2 separate regions of the Mus musculus genome follow, and region 2 is linked to region 1. The links are chromatin contacts, called in public Hi-C maps. All regions are on one chromosome and are shown on one strand. The core of a region is the stretch at or near the end of the contact, and the rest is flanking DNA. Distances in the headings are between cores, read along the strand shown.

Region 1 (3,384 bases), core at 389-2,888:
TCTCCAGCACGATGTCTATGTATAGCCACCATGCTTCCCAGCATGACAGTAATGGACTAAACCTCTGACCTGTAAGACAGCCCCAGTTAAACCTTCTCCATTTGCTGTAGTTAACAGTGTCTCTTCATAGCAACAAAACCCTAACTAAGACACATACACACACAGAGACAATGCAGACCACGCAAAGTTCCACTCATAAAACAATCAATACCTGGGCTGTTTTCTGGCCCACTTGTGTATATACAGTCACCAGTACATTCTACTCCAAGAGGCTCTTTAACAGGACCATGGAACTAGAAAGTTATGGAGGGAATGCTGAGGTCTTAAACACTGGAATTCATTCTAACATTAAGAAATATGGGGAAGGAAGAAAGTGATCAAAAATATATTATATTAAAAATTAATAAAAACATACATATAAAACATGGGCTCTAACTAGTTACTTGCTTTTAATCTCAAGAACTTGTCATTCTTGAGGCATGGGAAACTCTAAGGAGAACTAGAGAGGGGACTTGAAACATGACCCCAGGACCAGAGTCCCTCCTGCCAAAGCTTAGGGCAGGACTAGTGGAGCCTAAACTTCAAGGCATGAAGCAGGGATGGAAAGGCAGAGATGGCCTGTAGATCAGCCTGAGTGACCCAGATATGACAGTAACTTAGCAAAAACTATGGGGCCAGCCTTGGTGTACAGGGACTTCCTTTTCTCTCAAGAAAGAAAAACAAAAAACAAAAACAAACAAACAAAAAAACCTAAATTACTTGTATTTAACTTGCCAAGGGAGTTCTATAAGGAAAAATCATCCCAGCTTCAATGAACAGGTTTTTGTTTTGTTTTAGGAAAAAGCTTCTAAATAGATACATTTGGAGCTGTATTCATAAACACGCATGTTAACATCAAACCAGCTTGTTAGAGTTCATGAAAAGACAGGCTCGAAGCAAGCATTAGTTCAATTATTCACCAATTATTGTAAGCATCTCTATGAGAGTCATAGAGTGAACACCAACACAAAAGTCTCACCCTCCAGGATTTTCTATTCTTTCAGGCCCCATATGTTGAATGCTGTCTTAGTCACTTTTCTGTTGCTGTGAAGAGACACCATGACCAAGGCAGCCCTTATAAAGGAAAGCATTTAATTGGGGGCTTGCTTAAAGTTTCATAGGCTTAGTCCATTATCGTCATGGCAGGGAGCAGAGCAGCACGCATGGCAAGCATGATGCTGGAGCAGTAGCTGAGAGCTACATCCTGACCTGCAGGCAGAGAGGGAAACTGGGTCTAGGATGAGCTTTAAAATCTCGAAGCCCACCCTCAGAGGAACTCCTCCAAAAAGGCCACACCCCCAATCCCTCTCAAACAGTGCCATTCCCTGATGATGAAGCATTCAAGTACATAAACCTGTGGGGGCCATTCTTCAAAGCACCACAGATGAGATCAATTCTATGACAATATACAAATGTTGCTATCCTCACCACTGTGAGCAAATACCTAACAGAAACAAGCATAAGGGAGGAAGGATTTAATTTGGTTTGTAGCTTTTAAGACTTCACCCTGAAGACATGGACTCCACTGATTCTAGACACAGAGAGACTTGGTAGTGGGAGGATGACAGAAGTAGCTGTCCACTTTAAGACAAACAGGAAGCAGAAAGCAAAGGCTGAGGGCCAGTTATAACCTTCACCCCAGTGACCTACTTCCTCCAGCTGAACTCTGCTTCCTCAAGTTCCCACAGATTCCCTGATTAAACCACCAGCTGAGAACCTTGTGTACCACAGAAGAGCTTCTGGAAAACAACTCCTATCTAACCATAACAGAATGGAAGTAATAAGTGACAATCTCTTCAAAACAGTGACAAATAAGCAGAGTCTGCGGGGAAGGGGGTGACCTTGTATAGCTCTCAGAAAAAAAGCATTCCGTACAGAAGTAACAGGGAGCACAAAGGCTTCAGGGTGGTAATAAGCCAAGTATGATCTACAGTGTAGTCTATATGTGGCCTATATGTATATGTGTGTGTGTGTATATATATATGTGTGTGTGTATATATACATATATATATTTTACATATATATATATATATATTAGTAGAGTTAGATGACACTAAGCGAAAGGAATCAGCAGACACTGAGAATGGGAAAGTAGGCAGCAGCCAGAGTGAGCCTTGTGCTAAGTGGATCTTGACTTGAAATGAATATTCATCAGTCACTGTCTCCTCTCTCCTCCCCAGGGTCGTTGACCACTGGCCCAGGAGGATAAAGGGAGCAGAGTCAACGAGCAGGGTTTCAGAAGTCCCATGAGCATAACAGAAATAACAGACATCCCCGGGACCAGCATTGGGGTGGCAGATCAACTTTATTCAGGGTGAATCAAGGGTTATATAGTTTGGGGTATATCCAGAGTGGGCAAAGGTCATTGGCTGAAGGCTAAGACACTGAGAGAACTCATTAGCATGGGGAGGCGTTCCAGGAATCTCAGGTTCTTGTTGAATGGGTTTCTTATAAGGAAAAAGGAAGCTGAACCCGTAATCTCACCAAGGCTACGTGACGCTCCACAGGTAGACAGTATGAGGGTTTTGAGCTCCCCAGACAAAGTCAGAGAAGGAGAAGCCCTGCTGGTAAAGGGAGTCCCCCATTTTACAGCAAGGTCAGAAGGCTATCCAGACAACGGTAGACTTGGGCCTTAGTTAGCAGGGTTTCTCCACAAGTGACCAGTACTAGGAGACAGAACGCTATGAAAAACAACTCAGCCAAGGAAAGCAAAAACAAAAGTATTAGTTCAAACAGAGAAAGAAGCCCCGGGAAGCATTAATAGAGACGGGAGCCAGTAACAAAGCCTGAACATAACTTGCTGTGACTTGGAGTATGGTATGAGTAACATCCCAAGACACCTCTGTGATTGAGGGATTGGTCCCCAGGGTGGCATTATTAGGAGGTGGGACATTTGGGAGTAGGGCCTAACCAGGAGGTCTGTAAGCCATTTGGGGTATGTCCTTAGAAGGGACTGCAGGATGCAGTCTTTATTCTGGATGCTCATGGTGTGACTGCTCATAAGATGGGAATACATTCCCATCGTGAAGTATGGCATCCGCCATCCACACCACACAACACTTCAGTGGAGCCTTGGGTCTTGGATTATTAACCTCCACTACTGCAACACTCTTTTCTGTACTATTGGCCTGAGTCACAGTATTTTATTATTGTGGTCAAAAGACTAACACGTAAGTGATCCTTCCTAAAGAGATGGAGTAGACAAGAGGATTAAATTAAAAAAAAAAAAAAAAAAGTCTGGTCAAATTAGTACCTACATAGTCCTATTGGCTTTGACAAGTAGGAAGTCACTAGTGACCATTGTCAAGACAATCTCTACACAATGATGGCAGCAGAAGTCAACGC
Region 2 (3,384 bases), core at 369-2,868, 860 kb before region 1:
AGCCCATTGTGGGTGGTGCTATCCCTGGGCTGGTGGTTCTGGGTTCTGTAAGAAAGCAGGCTGAGCAAGCCATGGGGAGCAAGCAAATAAGCAGCACCCCTCCATGGCTCTCCATCAATGTCTCCCTCAAGGTTCCTGCACTGCTTAAGATCCAGTCCTGACTTCCTTTGGGGATGAACGTGGTTTAAAGATTATATGCGGCATGGCATGGTGAGACACAGTAGTGTCCTTGGCACAGAGTTAGAGCATTGACTCTTAGGAGGACTGGACCCTCAGTTATCCTCAGAACTAAATATCTCCTCCTCCTTCTCCTTCCTCCCTCTGCCTTCCTTCCTCCCTCCCTCCCTCCCTCCCTTCCTTCCTCCTTTCCTTCCCTCCTTCCTTGCTTTCTTCCTTCCTTTACTGTCTTAGATTATCTCTAGAAAAGCTCTTTCTGAATCTCGAGTGAGGTAAGATTCTCTAAGATTGGAATCTAAGGGAGAGTATCTGGCCAGCATCATCCAGGATTGAATAAAATCAAAATAGTCAGACATGGTGGCCCAAGCCTGTAATCTCTGCACTCAAGGGGCCTAGGCAGGAGAGTCTCAGAGACATCCAAGGCTGCATAGTGAATCCTCTATGGACAGCAAACCAAGAAATAACCGTCGAGGTTACGGTTGGCTGGTCTTATGTTAGGTATCCTATACCCAGGCTTACACCACTCAACCATGGGCCTGGGAGGTGCACAATGAGGCCAGGCTAGTTAGACAGCAGGGCTCTGGATTTACACTTATCCTTATCAAAAGATGTGAGTGGATAAAGGTCGTCCCGGCACTGTAGACTGATTTGCCCACTCCTTTCCTGACTGCGTATATGCTTTTAGTATCTGTCATCTCTGAGCTCATTAATCTGCTCACTCGGAAGTGTCCTAACTTTACTATTCGCTATATAAAAGTCGTATACTTTATATCATCTTTCTCAAACATCAAGGAGTGGTGTACAGGACTCCAGCCGTAGGTGTACAATCTTTACCTGTCCTTTGTTTCAGAGTTCCATTTTACTCTGTGTCACTCTTGGCCACTCTGTTCTGCACCACAAACACTTCCGTGGCCCGGAGAGGACCTTCCCCAGTCCACCGTGCGGCAGAGTACAGTAGAGGGTAGAGAAGTCCACACGCTCAGCATCTCTCAGGTAAAAGCAAGCGATCGCTATTCATTATCCAAGCTTTCCCTGGAGACTCCAGCCTCTCACATGCTATTCTGGCTACCTCACTCTGAGATGTCCCTTAATGAGCCAGATGATAACCTCTCAGCTCCTTCTCTGCTTGCATTCCCCGGGGGACAGGCACCCCTTGCCATGTGTCTCTGAAAATGACAACAGCCATTTCTTACCCCTGCCGCCATTCTTACTCAAAGATAAAAAAAATCTGTTAGCAGGGAAAACATTTTTCAATGGGAAGAATTCTATACCTAAGCTAGGCGTGTGCACATCTCGCTGCACATAGAACCCAGGGCTAAGTGAGTGCCGCCCATGGGACACGGGGCTTGCATGGGCGTGCAAGGCAAGGGTCCTGATGGTCACGATGCTGCCACAGCTGTGAGAGGCGAGCTGCTCACATTCTGCTGGCTACATCCCAGGGCAGTGGTGGGAACCTTTCCATCAATGACAGTTCCTCTAATGACACCCCTGAGGCATAGCCACAGTGAGTCACTTCCTACCAAACAACAAGAATTTAAACCTACGTGATACGAACTGCACAGCGTCTATCCAGAGAGCTTCAGCACTGATCTGAGCCATCCTATTCCCTGTGTTCTGGTGCAAATACTTTCTGAGATTCTCCCTAAAAATCCTATCCTAGGATTTTCCTCCCTCCCACCCCGGGATGCACATCACGTGTGTAAATGCACATACATGTATTTTTATTCACCCACATGCACTGTCTCCCCTCCTTTCTCTTTCTCTGGTCTTTCAGTAATTTGCTGGCCCCATCTTCTTTTCCTCCCTCTCCCCACTTCTCTCCCTCATTCTTTTTGTTAACTACCCTAATGCCTAAACCTTCACATACAAGTGGTTCCACCCTCACGTCCCCAGGTTTATAAAGTGCTAGCTTTGTGGTGTGTCTGTCTAACGTGACCTAGATCTCACCAACATACAATACAGTAGAAATGGGCGGCTGTCAAAGCCAAACTGCCCAGAGCTTATTCCTTCTGTGTTCATCAATAATTCTTGGTACCGTAAGTCCTACTGGGCTGAATTTTCACACAAGACAGTACAGAGCACCAGAAATACTTTCTAAAACATGAAAGATAAAATCAAAAGCATCTTGCTGTGGGTGAATCATTCCCTTTGAGCTTTAGAAATTTGGTAATAGGTGTATGGTTTAATGTGTATACTAATTTATCATTAACTGGAACAGTGAATTAACATAAATGCCCCCCCTTTTTCTTTTAAATTGTGCCGCATAGCAGTAGCCACACAGACTGTTTGGATAGCTGACTGGAAGATTACAGAACTGTGTGTAAATGTCTCTGCCTGCCATATTGGAATATGACCCAGAAATATGTAAATGTCAATAGTCCTCACCCAGCACTGATGTCGACCCTCGGGGCTCTGGTGGCAAGAGCAGCTGGATATTATAAATCCTTCTGAGGTCTGGCTCCTGCAGCCCCATGCCTTTGGACTAAGGTCACATGGTCCTGTGGGCCATACCCCCTGGGCTCTTTGCTTGGGTGCCAGCCTTTTGCCTGTGATCTGGATATGGTTCTGGGCCAGCTTCGATGCCTGGAGACCACACCTCACTCACGCTGCTCTGCTGCACTTGGAATGAACACACACTTTGAACTTGTCCCAGTTATCATGAATTATGGAGTAATAAATCTGGAATCGGTCCCAGAGTTATCTGCTCCAGTCTCTCATTTGACTAATGAGTTAGGTGACCGATTTGTCCAGACAGTTTCAATTTATGCCTCTTGTCCTGATGTAATTAATATCTTCTTTGATGTGTCTCCCAGTATGGATGGTCAAGTATATGGTCTCCCTGCCAACAAGAGGAGCAACTTAGTCAAGGCCAGGGTCCACACCTGGGTGTCCAAAGGTTTTGTTCTTTGATAATTACGACACTGTTCTGCCTCTTCAACTTCAGGGACTTTTTTTTCCTCAGAGCTGAGGACCAAACCCAGGGCCTTGCGCTTGTTAGGCAAGCACTCTACTACTGAGCTAAATCCTCAACCCCTTCAGGGACCTTCTTTAGACCAATTCCTAACTAACGCCTCCTGGAGAACTTTCAAAATACAAGCACCTTGATTCTAAGCATCTTTCAGAATAAAGTCTGTTGTATGATGATGCTCCCAGGACCTCCTGGAAGCACATCTCAGATTCAAAACACCCTGAGTAGAGGAAAAAGAG

Evidence for each region. A called contact is a pair of places that touch in the nucleus more often than the background predicts.
Region 2: a Hi-C map of bone marrow-derived macrophages shows a contact between it and region 1, with 10 read pairs. The contact joins two enhancer-like sites. A contact is called at or near these places in 1 of 484 Hi-C or Micro-C datasets (bone marrow-derived macrophages) and 1 of 115 datasets of contacts at active chromatin or transcription factors (bone marrow-derived macrophages).

The regions. Positions count from the first base shown.
Region 1 is chr8:34,253,510-34,256,893 of GRCm38.p6, reverse strand. No RefSeq gene overlaps it. Among named protein-coding and RNA genes, the nearest start is that of Gm29243, 38 kb to the right of the region's middle. Within about 2 kb of position 1,638, at least 9 of the 459 cell types and tissues checked have an H3K27ac peak or open chromatin away from gene starts, as enhancers often do. A contact at or near this core is called in bone marrow-derived macrophages, where this site is marked.
Region 2 is chr8:35,112,470-35,115,853 of GRCm38.p6, reverse strand. It overlaps Gm34419 (a long non-coding RNA gene), which reads right to left. Exons shown (of 4, transcript XR_378879.3): 4 at 2,712-3,016. Among named protein-coding and RNA genes, the nearest start is that of Gm34419, 19 kb to the right of the region's middle. Within about 2 kb of position 1,618, at least 33 of the 459 cell types and tissues checked have an H3K27ac peak or open chromatin away from gene starts, as enhancers often do. A contact at or near this core is called in bone marrow-derived macrophages, where this site is marked.